2 separate regions of the Mus musculus genome follow, and region 2 is linked to region 1. The links are chromatin contacts, called in public capture Hi-C maps. All regions are on one chromosome and are shown on one strand. The core of a region is the stretch at or near the end of the contact, and the rest is flanking DNA. Distances in the headings are between cores, read along the strand shown. Region 1 overlaps Zap70 (zeta-chain (TCR) associated protein kinase). Region 2 overlaps Cracdl (capping protein inhibiting regulator of actin like).

The links. Capture Hi-C pulls out chosen DNA fragments and counts their contacts.
Region 2: a capture Hi-C map of embryonic stem cells shows a contact between it and region 1, with 6 times the contacts expected there. The contact joins two enhancer-like sites. A contact is called at or near these places in 2 of 39 promoter capture datasets (embryonic stem cells and maxillary cranial neural crest), 1 of 15 datasets of contacts at CTCF or cohesin (large pre-B cells), 3 of 115 datasets of contacts at active chromatin or transcription factors (the SCID.adh cell line and embryonic stem cells) and 2 of 9 other capture datasets (embryonic stem cells and macrophages).

What each region holds. Positions count from the first base shown.
Region 1 is chr1:36,768,398-36,775,426 of GRCm38.p6, reverse strand. Zap70 (zeta-chain (TCR) associated protein kinase) reads right to left here. Exons shown (of 13, transcript NM_009539.3): 2 at 4,215-4,625; 3 at 3,478-3,638. The coding sequence starts at 4,616. Among named protein-coding and RNA genes, the nearest start is that of Zap70, 10 kb to the right of the region's middle. Within about 2 kb of position 4,431, at least 23 of the 459 cell types and tissues checked have an H3K27ac peak or open chromatin away from gene starts, as enhancers often do. A contact at or near this core is called in embryonic stem cells, where this site is marked.
Region 2 is chr1:37,670,172-37,677,641 of GRCm38.p6, reverse strand. The region is part of intron 1 of Cracdl (capping protein inhibiting regulator of actin like); the gene reads left to right. It also overlaps a transcript of 4930470B04Rik not described here. Among named protein-coding and RNA genes, the nearest start is that of Gm39628, 11 kb to the left of the region's middle. Within about 2 kb of position 6,066, at least 4 of the 459 cell types and tissues checked have an H3K27ac peak or open chromatin away from gene starts, as enhancers often do. A contact at or near this core is called in embryonic stem cells, where this site is marked.

The DNA.
Region 1 (7,029 bases), core at 3,182-5,681:
AGTTCAAATAATAAAAAATATTGTATAGCCAAACTTAAAGAAAACACACAAAGCCTTATTGAAGCAAAGAGAGGAATAAGTATAGCAGGCAGACTGTGGAGAGAGATATAAAGGCATAATTATTAAAACAGAAAGTAACACTGAGAACACAAACATCAACAATGTGATGGCCACAATGAACACATTCCAATAATAAATATCAATGCCCTCAATCCTCCAATCAAAAGACACAGACTGGCTGAATGGATCAAGAAATGGAAATCCATCTTTCTGTCGCCTGCAAGACACACATCATTGTTTTAAAGCTAGGTATCGCCTTGGAGTTAAATGATGGACAGAAGTGCTCCAACCAAATGGGACCAGGGAGCAAGCAGGCATTTCCATCCTCATAGCTGATGATAAAGGTTCACAAGGAACCTGCCAGGGTCTCCAGCCAAAGCCAGCCTCAACTAATCTAGGAATCTGGCTCTTCATAGTTTTTCTTGGTCTCTTGCTGTTCCCTAAATGAGTCACTCACTGCCCCTTATGATACCACTGTTTAATTGTGTTTGTCTCTCTGCCAGCCCCAGTACCGCCCCTGCCATACCCTCCACACCCCCCCCACTCCAACCCCCCCCCCCCCCCGCCACCATGCTCCCCAACAGCACTGGTCCCACAAGCCTCTTTTATTCACCTGTTGGCTCGGTTTTTTTTCTGAAGTTTCTCTTATCTCAGTTGACTACTAGCTCTAAGCCTGTTCTAAACAACTCTTTGTTGTGTAAAATATTTGCCAGCGTCACCTTTGGGCAGTACAGTTTTGCTAAATGATCACCAGTCATAGCCAGTCTCTGCTGCTGGAGGCTCCAACTCCCACTTACCACATGGGACGGAGAGTTTTATGTCAACTTGGCACAAGTCATCTGAGAGGAGAAAACCTCAATCAACAAACCGCCTCCCATAAGATGGGGCTGTAAGCAAATCAGTAGGGCATTTTCTTAATAAGTGATTGAGGAGGGAGGGCCCCATTGTGGGTGGAGCCATCCCTGGGCTGGTGGTGGTCCTGTGTTCTATAAGAAAGCAGGCTGAGTAGGCCATAGGAAGTAAGCCAGTAAACAGCACTGTCCATGGCTCCCTCCTCCCAGTTCCTGCCCTGTTTGACTTCCTGCCCTGACTTCCTTTGATGGTGAGCAGTGATTTGGAAGTGTAATCCAAATAAACTCTTTCTTCCCCAGGTAGCCTTGGTCATGGTGTTGCAGAGCATCAGTGTAAACCCTAACTAGTATGTTAACCCTAACTAGTATGTTAACCCTAACTAGTGCCCCCTCCAACCTTCTGAATCCCAGCCGAGCTGACCTAAACAGAACTGCTCAGAGGGCCTACAAAAATTGTAAACACATGGCAGGGTTAGAGTTAATAAATTTGGGGACAGTTTGTTACACAGCAAAAGCTAACTGATACAAATGCAAAGGTCTCCTCTTAGACTGGATGCGGGGGAGATGCTTAATATAAGTTATCCAAAGATTGTCTTCTCTGGTTGGAGAGACGGCTCAGCAGTCACTCTTGCAGAGGACCCAAGTTTAGCTCCCAGTATCACAACTGCCTCTAACTCTAGTGTCAGGCCGGTCTGACGCCTCTCATCTCCTCAGTCACCTGCATACATGTGAGCATCCCGACACACAGATACCTGTGTATTTACATAATTAAAAAGAATACTTTTTAAATTAAACACACACACACACTGTACTCCTAAGTTGAACCTCATCTTTTTTTCTTAAACCATGGTGCTGGGGCCTGAACTCTGGGCTGTGTGCGTGCTGAGCACACACCCCATCACTAGTTACATCCCCAGCCCCAGCAAATTATCATTAATCAGAATTTAAGAGATTTCTCAGGGCTAACTGGGAATAGATCTCAGTAGTAGAGTGTTTGCCTACAGTAGGCAAAGTCGTGGCTTCAATCCCCACATTGTGAAGAAAGAAAGATAGAAAAACACCTCCCTCAAAAGCATTAGAAATATCCCTACAATTTATATTCCAACTGTCAGGCAAAATAAAATATACATGCATGTATGTATATACAATATGTGCATTATATAAATGTATGTGTAGATATACATTTTTAAAATGTCTTTCTTTTATTTCATTATTTATTTTAATTCTTGTTTTCAATACATCCCAACCATGTTTCCCCCTCTTCATTCCCCCCATTTCCATCCCACCATATCTCCCCTCTCCCCCAGATCCACTTTACCATTTTTGTTTTGTTTTGTTTTGTTTTCGAGACAGAGTTTCTCTGTGTAGCCCTGGCTGTCCTGGAACTCACTCTGAAGACCAGGCTGGCCTTGAACTCAGAAATCCGCCTGCCTCTGCCTCCCAAGTGCTGGGATTAAAGGCGTGTGCCACCACCACTGCCCAGCTATTATTTTTAATTGTATGTATGGGAAGTGGGGTATGTGCCTGTGAGTGCAGGGGGAGGGGGGCTGTGGTTACAGGTGAATGTAAGCCGTGCCGCAGGTGCTGGGAACCGCTGATCCCTCTCTCCAGTCTGGTATTATACACACTCTTCCCTTTCCACTGACAGCAAAGTCCAGGAGAGAATGCTATCTCTGGGGAGACCTGCAGGCTCTCAGCACAGACCACATTGAGGGTCAAGGGTTAGTTCTTCAAGCAGATCCTGGGAAAGGGAACAGCCCTGGGGGAGGAGGCGGAGCAATGATTCATCGCAGAGAGGCCCTAGGGACTGTCCCCCAGGCTACTTGATATAAACACTGGGCTTTCTGGGGTCACAGAGAGAGGCAGGCACCAACTCTCCTATCTGGATGCCTAGTGACTGGCTGATATCTGAATAACATTTATACTTAAAACACCCACACCCAAGCAAGGAAGTAGCACCTGGCCCTGGCTTTTGAATGTTCAGCAGGCTTCTAAAAAAAAAAAAAGAGCTTCAGACTCTGACTGTAAGAAACTCATGAATGACCCCTGCCATGGCTCAGACACACAGACACAGCATCAGCCTCCATGCCCCACCCACGCCCCCTCTGACCACGCCCTCACCTCCAGCTTCCAGGTCTGGCGCACATAGTCACACACCATAGCATCGCGCAGGAACACAAGGGCTCATATCTAACTTGCCTACGCTACTGCTCTACACACATTGATTCCTGAGATTCTTTACACAGGTCTCAGGCAGACACTGCTGGCATCTATAGAATAGATTCCTTCAACATCCTCCCTGTCTAATCCATACCATTGCCTGCTACCCAGCCCGTAGCCTACAGGCAGCAAAAAGCTAGGCTCAATGCAGGTGACTCCAGCTCTGGAGTCCTTCCAGTTCACTGTAAGGACTTTACCGTATCAAAGTACCTCTGCGCATGTGCACACAGACATATTTGCTCTTCGAGCCCACGTGCACACTCAGGTCTGCCTGCCCACCTGGCCCCCAGGATTTCAACCAATAAGCCCTGGCCCCTCATCAACTGCACTCCCATGCCCCACATACAGGAACTTGCCGTCGGTCTGCTGGCCGGAATAGAGTTTGCGCTCGGCCTCCTCACGAGTCAGGCTGCTGTGATACCAGGGCATTCGCTCGTGGGCTGTGGTAGCAATGAGCTTCTCCACCTGTGGGGCCTGGCTGATGATGGCCTGCTCTAGTGCATCGCCCTGAGGAGGAGGAAAGAGGAGCGTTATGGGAGTGGCCAAGTGGCCAGCCACCAGAACCCACTTGCTTGCTCTGTACTTTCCAGAACACCTGTTCCGTAAGAGGAACCCACCCACCTAGGCATCCCTAGAGTGTGTCTGAAAGCTGTTGGAGGAACCTCTGTCAGCTCTAAGGTCTCCTTCCTAATCCACCCAGGGAGGCACCGTGCCTAGGCTTCACCTTCTAGGCCAGCTTGAAGCTCATCAGCTTCAAGGTCCTACACAATTTCCTGCTCAAGCATAGCACATGCTGAGGACTACAGCCTATAGTCTCTGTCTGCCATCCTTCTGTAGGCCACAGGCCTGCCCTTCATGGTCCTCTCTGGCACCTTCAGGCGCATCATAGATGGTGAAGCACCACAGCATCATTCAGGCTGCGCAAGCCTGGACCTGCAAGTCCTCCTTCCAGGTCATGGGCTCAACTAGGGCCTCAGCATTCTGTCACTTCCAAATCCCAGGCCTCAGAGCATCTTGCAAGCCAATGAAGACACAGCATCAGCCTCCATGCCTCGCCCACTCCCCCTCTGACCACGCCCTCACCTCCAGCTTCCAGGTCTGGCGCACGTAGTCGCGCACCATAGCATCACGCAGGCAGTCGAAGACCCCGGGCTGTGGCTCCAGTCCGGGCGGCCGGTTACACGGCTTACGCAGGTTGCAGGGCAGCCCGTCGGGGTCCTGAGAGTAGAACTGGCAGAGCTCGGCCGGGCCGCAGTGCGCCTTCCCGCCCGCGATGGCGTACGTGCCGTTGAGTTGGCGCTCGATGGGGAAATGGTGGAAGCGCACGTCGTGCACCAACGACAGCACGTAGCCGCCCAGGGAGCGCAAACACTGGCGCAGGAGGAACAGCCCGTCGGCCATGCCTGCCAGCTTCAGGTGCTCCTCGGCCTCAGCCCGCGAGATGCTGCCATAGAAGAATGGCAGGTGCGCCGCGGGATCGGGCATCGCTGGACCCTGTGGGTGCAAAGGCGTTTCAGGGCCATCATGGTGCCTCATCTTTGCACGGGAGTCAGTTCCAGAGAGGAGCTACCCTGTCCTGGCACCCACTTCTGAAACCCACTTCTGACTTTTTGGGGACCTGTGCACAACATCCAGACACCCCGAAGGTCCCCAGGTCTGAACTGACCCTTCAGTTTCCAAAGATATGTCATTCCCTTCCCTTTCGAAGGCCACACACACACGGGAGGTGGCGGTCAATAGTGTGATAGGCGTGACCATTACCATTATAGATTGAAGTCTGGGTTTTAAAGAATGATATGAGAGAATGAGGTTACCATGGCTAGAAGGGCCTCCCCCTCTAGCTCAGAGCATGAGGATAAGGTGGAACCATCTCAAAAAAAAAAAAAAAAAAAAAAAAAAAAAAAACTTATAGGGGAAGCTGGACGGTGTTGGCCCACGCCTTTAATCCCAGCATTTGGCAGGCAGAGGCAGGTAGATCTGTGAGTTCAAGGACAGCCTGATCTACAGAGCAAGATCCAGGACAACCAAGGCTACACAGAGAAACCCTGTCTTGAAAAAATAAAACAAAACAAAAACAGGAGGGGAGAGTGTAAGGCAGAGCAAGGCTAACTAACTGCTCAGCAGGGAACCTGGCCCCAGTCTTCCCTGCTTCCCAGAGGATGCCCTTGGTCTCCTGTAATTCCCTTTGTCCCCACCCCTCTGCCTGCCAGAACCAGCTTCAGAAAGTAAGAGCTAATCTGACTATCCATCCATAGACAGATTGTTAAAAGTCAGGATTTTACTCTAATGTTAAGTCTGATGCAACCATGAGGACGAAATGGGGTTTGTGGTTAGGGAGAAGAGACAGAAAAGCATGGTGGCCCGAGTATGCTACCCCAGCGTTTGAGAGGCTGAGGCAGGAGGGTCACATGAATTTAAGGTCAGCTTGGGGTAAATGGATGGATAAATGAGTGGATGGATGGACAGATGGACAGATAGACAGACACATAGATAATAGATCTAAGAATGATAGATAGGTATATAGATACATAGAAACATAGATGATAGACAAATCTGAGACAGACAGATAGATAGACAGACATAGATGATAGATCTGAGATAAATATATGGTATATTGATACATACATGCTAGACAGATCTGAGGTAGATAGATGAACAAACAGGCAGACAGATAGACAGATAATATGATAGGCAAGTGATTTTAAATTGTCTACCCTGAACTCCCTGGAAGGCTGCTAGTATCCTGTATCTTGTTCAAGCTTGGGTTACACCAGTGTCTGAATTAATCAAATTTCAGTGTGCATTAAGATTTATTGTATCTGCTCCGTCAAGGAGAACCACACAGTGCTGAGCCCAGGTTGGCCTCAAAGTCACTATGTGGTTGAGACTGAACTCTTGATCCTCCTGCCTCCACCTCCCATTTACTGGGAATGTAAACCTGCACCAGTACACCGGGCTTAAAGGCATGTCCTAGGCAGGCCTTTGACCTGAGATCCCATCAGAGCCAGCTGTACTCGTGTGTGTGTGTGTGTGTGTGTGTGTGTGTGTGTGTGTGTGTGTGGTGTATTTCACAACATCTGGTTGAAAACACATTGCTGGGCTGGATCTATCACAGAACCTCTGCCTCATATGGGAAGGCCCAAGAAATGTGCCACCCCACAGGAGCAAGCAGCAGAGCCCTGTATTGCTCATGCTCCGTAGTGAAGTTATCATCTGTGACTCAATAATTCTTTCCATTCAATGTACATCTGCAAATCGTGGGGGGAAACACCATATTATTTTGAGGATTGCAAAGTTTAGCCCGAAGGTGAATTCTCAAATATGGAATCTGTGAATAATGAGGGCTGATCTCTCTGATAAGCTGATAAGCGGAGCAGAATGTGAGCTGCAGGACCCAGGGCTGAATGTGAGACCATTCACTCTTTCCACTCTCAGTATTCTTGCTTTTCTGCAATGTTGAAAACAATTAGCTTATCATAACAACTGCCTGTTACCTACTGAGCTGACCCGGGAAGACTCGGAAGCGACTCAGTGTCCTCCTTATGCAAATGAAGGCACCCGGGTATAAGGACAGGCTTGGTAACAGAGAAAGGCTGTGTCCGATAGGAGTGTCCAGGGAGGGGCAGGGATAGAGGCTGAAGCTGAAGAAGATACTTGGGTGGGGCAGGCTCCGGGGCTGCTGATCACATGACACAGAAGCAGCGAGGGAAGCTATGGACTACCCAGCCCCACAATAGTTAATTGCAAGCAGTGATCAGAAACCCACACCATCAATGGCACTGCAGTCTTGGTCTTTCCACTGGGAGAAGGGTAGTTTCCAAACTGGCCTGGTGATACACACTTGTGATCCCAGTACTCGGGAAGCTGAGCCTGTAGGACTGAGTTCCAGGCCAGTCTG
Region 2 (7,470 bases), core at 4,817-7,316, 900 kb before region 1:
CTTTCTCACTGGAGAGCACGAGGCCCTCAGAACCACGGGATCCATAGAGGGGTGGCCCAGGGCTGAGAGTTTGCCCATCTTCCGGGTTACTGGGCTAGTTAGATGGGATTTAAAAGCACGGACAGTGCCTCTGCCACTCGGAACTCTACAACACATAGCTCTTCATTGGCTGGCACCCACCTTACAGTTCACCACCATCCACCCTGGATGCAGCCTCACTAGAAGTATACCAGCCCCGTTTGTCCCAGAGATGCAAAAGCTGAGCCAGAGAAAGTACATCCAGACAGCCTCAGGGACTTCAGATGCTCTTGACGTCACTCAGCCACTGCTGCTGCTGCATGCTCATGAAATTGGTTGGGACTTTTTTTCCTTTCCTGCAGATAAGCCTTGCAAAGGGTGGTTGGCATTTAAGAACAGATTTTCATGGTCCCCACAACTGAAGCCCCTGGTAGCTGACTTCAGGAGAAGCTGCGGCTGCATACAGAGCCTCTGGGTGTGTGGGTTTCCTTTTCTCTGCAGGCATCCTGCCAGGCCCAAGAGATAAATCCTTCCAACAGTTCCAGAAAGCCCTCAGTCTCACTCTCCTTGGTCTGAAACCAACCACAGGTCACCAAGGAGACGCAACAGCATTGACTGGATCGATCATCTCAAGCCTGAGCCATCGGCTCCCATCTCAGGCTACACCGTGTATTAAGAGTGCGGCTTTGGCAGATTCTTATGGAATCTGGGCTCTCAACATAGTTTCCAGTTCTGTTCAAAGCATGGTCCCCTCTGTCCAGCGGTGCCTAGGAGTAGGACTCCTTTTGAGTAGAGAGAAACCTAATCAATCATTAATCCATTACCCATGGGTCCTCATTTCTAGGTGCTGCCTACTGTGTGCTGAATAGGGGCTGAAATTCCACCTCAGCTGGCCTTACTTGACCTCCAGTGGCTCACAGGGAAAGCATTGTGTGTGGGAGCAGAAGCCTTGGACATCGAACTGAGCCTGCCTCAACCTGGTCCACTTGTGACTTGGATCCATCGCCCTTACTGTCCCCTTTCTGGGTTGGAAAGCATCCCGCCCTTCCCTGCAGACTCTAGGTTCTGTGTGAAGAGCAGCGCTTCCAGGGAAACCCAAAGCCTGCACTGTAAGAAGCAACTCTCAGAATGGACTGGGTCAATTCTGAGGGCCTCCTATCTCTTCTCCAGAGGTAGTGCTCCCTGATTCCCACCAGACAGATTCCTGCTGGACACGGCGGGCTTCCGAGCCTGCATGAGGCATGCACTGAATTCGCAGCAGCAGCAGTTGCTTGTCTCTCAGGTGAGCACTGCATGCTTATATTGGAGGTGCATCCCCATGGCACTAAGTTGGTAAGCATCAATTTAGGCTTACCTCATGTATCGAAGGTTACACCCAGAGGTCACAGCATACCTCACTCCACCGTGGCTGTCACCAGAAATCACGTGGGAGCTTAAATGACCTGACACCCAAGTTTCACTGTGAGCTGAGCAGTTTAAAGCCATGGTTCTCACGTTTGGTTCTCCCGAGGGTCCTGTGAGGGTTTGGATGCTGATGATGTAGAGAGGGGCTGAGGGTGTGTAGATCTCTGGCCAGCTCCCATTGGGCTGCCTTCCAGGTTTCTCTGTGTCAGGGACACTGGCTAGGGTCCCCCTTTGGAGGCCTCCTAATCTTCCCTGGTGGGTGTGTACATTGACCTGTGCCAGGTCCTTCCATTACAGACTCCAGCCCATTGGGCTGCCTGTGGGTAGAAACTGAAATTGGACTTGTGGCCTCCCATTCCTGGAGTTCTTTACTTGGTTACAGGCAGGAACCTAGTGTACCCCCATCTAACCTATCAGCCAGGAAGCCACTGGGACACCCAAGAGATCGGGGCGGGGGGATGGAAATCAGGGGTGGGGCAGGTTTTCTAAAGAGGAAAGCCCCCAGGCTGGGTTGCCTCTCTCTCAGAGCCTGAAACTCTGAAAAGGAGCTCTCATGTCTCCTTAGCACCCCTAGGGGGCAGAGTCCTTGCGGGGAGCCTCCTCTGAAGGCAGGTGATTACACAGAACCAAGTGATGTAAATGGGTACCCGTTCACATGTCCGGGCAGGGCTCCATGTGGGGCTCTCCTGGTACCCCTCTTTTCCCCTCTCTACTTGGAGCACAGAGCACAAGATGCCTGTCCAACGGTACCTGCAGCTGTTTGTAGTACTCTTGCCTCTGGCTGGAAATCTGGTAAAAATGGAGGTATAGAGGAAGAACCTTTAGGTTCTTCGCTAATGAGCTCATGCCGGAGGGCTGGGAAGCTTGCTGTGCTTCAGGAACAGGCACCCCCAAATAGAGTCCCATTGCCTATGGTACTCTGTGTACTGATGCTTCCTGTCAGTCCTACTTGCATGTGTGCATGTGTGTGTGCATATGTGTATTCGAGTGTGTGTGTGTTCATGAGTGTGTGTGTATGTGTGAGTGCATGGATGCATGTGTTTGTGTGTGCATGTGTGTGTGCATATGTGTATTCGAGTGTGTGTTCATGAGTGTGTGTGTATGTGTGAGTGCATGGATGCATGTGTTTGTGTGTGCATGTGTGTGTGTTTGTGTGTGTGTGCTCGCGCGCTCGCGTGTGCATCTTTGCATTGTGCCAGGTATGCCAGGCAAGCGCTCAGCCCCTGAGCCACACTCCCACCCTTAGTCTGCCTGGTGATGAAGGACTCTGTCACCTGGCTCAGGTGAGATGTTCCTAATGTTCAATCGAGCTTCCATTCAAGGGGAAAACACGTGTTATTTAGGAGAGTTGCAGTATGTGGTAAACTGTGTGACCATCACACTTTTGCTTACTGGAAGGGGAACGTTGAGAAGTGCCCAGTATTCTTGTTTATTTGTGGGATCCTGCCTGCCCTCCTTGGTCCCTTTCCTGTGCATCAGGCAATGGAGGAATATAGTAGTTCTCCCTAGGGAGCATTGTGCCCACTGCGGTGACGCAAGTGACCCTTGCCAGTGGAGCTGTATTTCTATCTTAGTAACTGTGCTCAACTTGGTGCTAGGGCGTACGCAGACGCCATCAAGCATATTAGTACCATCTTTGGAGACTTTTAGTCTGAGGAGCCAGCTGGACCCAAGAGACATTCAGTGCTGAGTGGCAGGGGCCATCAGCATACTGTGGCCACCCCCGCTGAAACAGTTAGGAAAGGGGGAGGCTTGCTGCCTTTTTTAGGCCTTTGCAATACAGAGGCTGGAGTGATTTGGAATTATTAGGTGTTTGCACATAATGAGCCAATGTGTCTCCATATTGCTCCATGTCCCCGCTCTCCAAATGTGATGCTTCAAAATCACAGACGAGGGAGATATTTATGTCACACCAAACCAGCCCCCGGTTCTGAATCACACGGGGGCACTTTGTCAGCGGATCTTACCAAATGAACAAGACAAAATGAACTCTTTGGAAATAATTTTTATCTTAGCTGTTTAGAAGAAAGTTTAACTTGACAAAGGCTGCTAAAACGGAGGTGCTATGTGCTAAAGCTGTGGTCAGGGGACAGGGGACAGTTGGGGGGGGGTGGCTATTCCAAAGTGAGGACCGTGAAAGAGCCATATGGAACACCACTAGTCTGTAAGCCTATTAAACATATTTTAATAAAGTTTGACCAAAAGTACCCCATATTAATAAACGATGTTGCTCTCAAGACATGGGCCATTAAAAGAAAATCTCAGTGCCAGGCAAGCCCCTACAAGTTACCAGTCTGAGAGGTTTCTGAGACACGCACAACATAGCCTGTTGCTATTGCTCTTGGCTGCCCACTGTCACTGGATGGCAAGATATTATTGCTGAATATACCATGTACTTTGGTTATAGGACACAGAGAAATCAACCTCAAAGTGACAAAGACACTCCATGCTGTCCAGCTTTCACAGTCCCAGAAAGTGCTGTGCCAGCTGCACAGTGGCCTTACCCAACGCTGTCCCTGCATGCTACAACGTAGGCCTAGCTGTGCCCACTGGTTAACAGTGATAAAGATCGTTTATGGTGTCAACCAAGTGTTGTCTTGATTGGATTTGAGGCTTCCTCCACAGGAGGGATTTCATGCCTGGTTATGTAAATGTGGTCAGAATTCATGACCAGAGACATTGTGGGTCTTGACGGACAACTGTTGATGTTGCTTTTTCTAAATGGTCACTTCGTCAGACTGCGTATATATATCTCTGAGCTTCTCCCACCCTTGGTCAGAGAAGCATGCTACTGCAGGGAGTGGTAGTTAATGCAGAGACCCTTTACTGTTCAAAGATAACTGACCGGGTGTGCCTAGCTATAGATGGAACAGCTATCTGATATTCCCATATCCCCTGCACGACCAGGGACCATCACAGAAGAGGGAGCATAAAAATGTAAAAGACCGCCATGCAGTGCTGCCTCTTGGACATGACTATTACACACAGAACTCACAACAGAGGTTCAACCAGCACAAGACCGAGTCAGTTAAAATCCCCAGCTCAGAGCAGGGAGGAGCTCCCTGGGCCCTACCTCTACTTGACAAGCTATAGGCAGATGATGGCGGCTGTGAGCAGGAGACTCGCTTCTTCAAATGAGTGTGACCACTGGTGACTTCTCCACGGCCCAGGGGATGAACCCATTCCCACGTGCAGATATATGGGCAATAGTAATTAGACTCAGTGGGTTAAAAATAATTATTTAGGGAAGACATGAAGTTGGGAGGGAGACTAGATGTGGGTGGGGGAAATTTGGACCTGAGCATAGTGTGTCTATGATGGAGATACATTGTTGCGTGTGTGAAATTTCCAAAGAATACAGTTTGTTTTTTAAAGATTAATTAATTAATTTGAGTACATTATAGCTGTCTTCAGATACAGAAGAGGGCATCAGATCTCATTCCTGATGGTTGTGAGCCACCATGTGGTTGCTGGGAATTGAACCTAGAACCTCTGGAAGAGCAGTCAGTGCTCTTAACCACTGAGCCATCTCTCCAGCCCTGTTTGTTTATTTTTTAATGAATGCAGGTTTGCTCTCTGCTGACCGCTCTCTGATGAGGTTTCCTGAATCATAAGGTGTTTACCAAGCCTCTGCTGAGTGTAGAAATTAGGACATCAAAGGTAAAAGGACTCAAAGGCCAGGAGAGTGATGTGTACAACCCGAAATGCCAGTAGGTAGGGAAGCTTGCTGTTGCCCTGGGAGGGGAAACATTTCTTATGGCCGAGCTGCTGGGCAAGGCAGAGCACTCACGCTTCACCTGGAGGCCATGCAGAACACTAGGTGTGGCAGTCGGGGGAACTCAGCAAGGATGGTAGGAGGGCATTTGTGGTACTGCCATGAATGTTCATTTTTCTGGACAACAAATCAACAAATATATATATATTGGGCTCATCTCAAGCATGTGTCATGTGTTGTCTAAAATAGCTTTACATAAAAAGAAGTCTATGCTGGGCTGTAGAGATAGCTCACTCAGTAAAATGAGCATGAAGAATTGGGTGTGGTTCCCAGAACCCACATTTAAGAAGCCATGTGTGGTGTTTCGATGTGTAACAAAGCAGAAGAGGTGGAGACAGGTGGAACCCCCCTCCCCACCCATTGCTTGCTGACCAGATACCCTGGCCTACTTGATAACCTCTGGGCTAGTGAGAGATCCTGTCATTTAAAATAAATAAATAAATAAATAAATAAATAAATAAATAAATAAGTGGATAGCACCTGAAGGAGCATACCTGAGATTGTCCTCCGGGATCCATATGTACACACGCACACACACACATATGCAGACACACCTGTGTGCAGTGCCCACTCCCCCACACACACGTACATGTATCTATGTGTGTTCACGAATGCAAAGAAACCTGTGCCAATTTTATAGTCCTTCAACTTTTTAAAAGCAATGTAACAGAGTCCAAGCAGTGTATACCACATGGGCAGAGGCAAGCTGTTTGTGTCTGTCACTCAGCTTGTGAGATAAGAAGGCTAGAATCCAGTTCTACAGATTTATCGTGACTTCTGCTAACATTGGTCACAGGTTTATAGCCATGAATGGGTCTGAGCACCCGGCAGTTAGTAGCTGTCTGGAGTACTATGCTGTGAGCAGTCCTGAGAATGATACTGTGATTGATTGCTGATGTCTGCCAAGGACAGTGAGAGGGTGGTGTCAGGCGGTGCCCTTTTGCCTCATCTTTTGTTATGGTTAAAAAGAGGCACCTCCTAAGGCAAAAACTGTGGTTGGTGGTGACTTTAAAATGAAACGCCCAACACATTCATTACAATTTATAGCCATTTACTGTAGTCTATGCATTCCATGCTGTGAACACAAAGCTGTCCCTCACTACATTCCAGTTCTTGGAGAGAAACACTGTCAATCAGGAATAAACCCACCTTAAACACCATCGGCTTGCAACAGGATGGGGAACGTGAACTCGGTTAACAGCTTTAAGCTGTGTGGTGCTTTTACAGGCTGCCTAAGATATTTTTAGGTTAAGTTAAAATAGAAGCTAATTTAATACCTTTTTAGCTGCTAACCCACCGAGGTGATTTCAGACTTATAAAGGCATTAAAATACTACCTCCATTTTTGCTGAGTTTTAAAAGGCAGGCAAATGAAGCTGTACAATTTGGGGTTTGATGATTTCATTATTTCTAAAAATCTTCATATCAGGTCCAAATTCAAATGTCCTTCCGAGATGATTCCTGGAAGGCTTTGCTCTTATGTGTGACAAGCCAGTTTGCAGATGTGTGTCTTACCCCAGGATCAAGCTGGTTGGGAGAAAACTTGGGATTTGACTAAAGCAGACCAACAGATGGACAGGTCATATTTATTGGCACAGTGCTCAGTATGTCTGAGAATGAATCGTTGGTGTTAGGGGCCACCCTCTAACCCACAGCCTACCAGCCTGCCTGCCCACCCACCCCACCAGAGCAAACGTAGACTCCACTAGCCAGCTGGTTCCTGTCACCTATGGACCTCGATTTCTGTCCTCCGTGCTGAAGCCTGGCCCTTCACTCTCTTGCTACACACTATTTCCAGTGGTCCGTGATGCTCCTGTTTGAGTCCTCTGCTCTCGTGTCTCATCCTCAGAGGAGTTCTTGCAGATAACAACACTGGATACCAGTTCTGCTGGGTGAGGGTCTGGGTCACACTCTGTCCATGGTCCCAGCCTCATGGTGCTTAGCTGCGGCAGCTGTGTAGAGGGACAGTGTGGGAAAGGACATTACCCTGGCTTTGCTCTGTATGTGCGTAATCTCCACATAGTGACTACACAGCTGAGATTACCCTGTGTTACATGTGCCCAGAGAGAGAAATGGTGGGTTCCCTGGAGTTGGGAGTGTCAGGAGGCTTTGCCTTCCTGTCCTGTGATCTGAGAGATGGAGTTGGGGTGACAATGGTTCTTCAGTCTATCTGTAGCTCCATCTGGAAGCAGCACTGTGGCAATCAGAGAGGATGAGCCTTTCTTTGTAAAAAGCAAAGGAAAACAAACAACAACAAAAATAACCACATCTGTC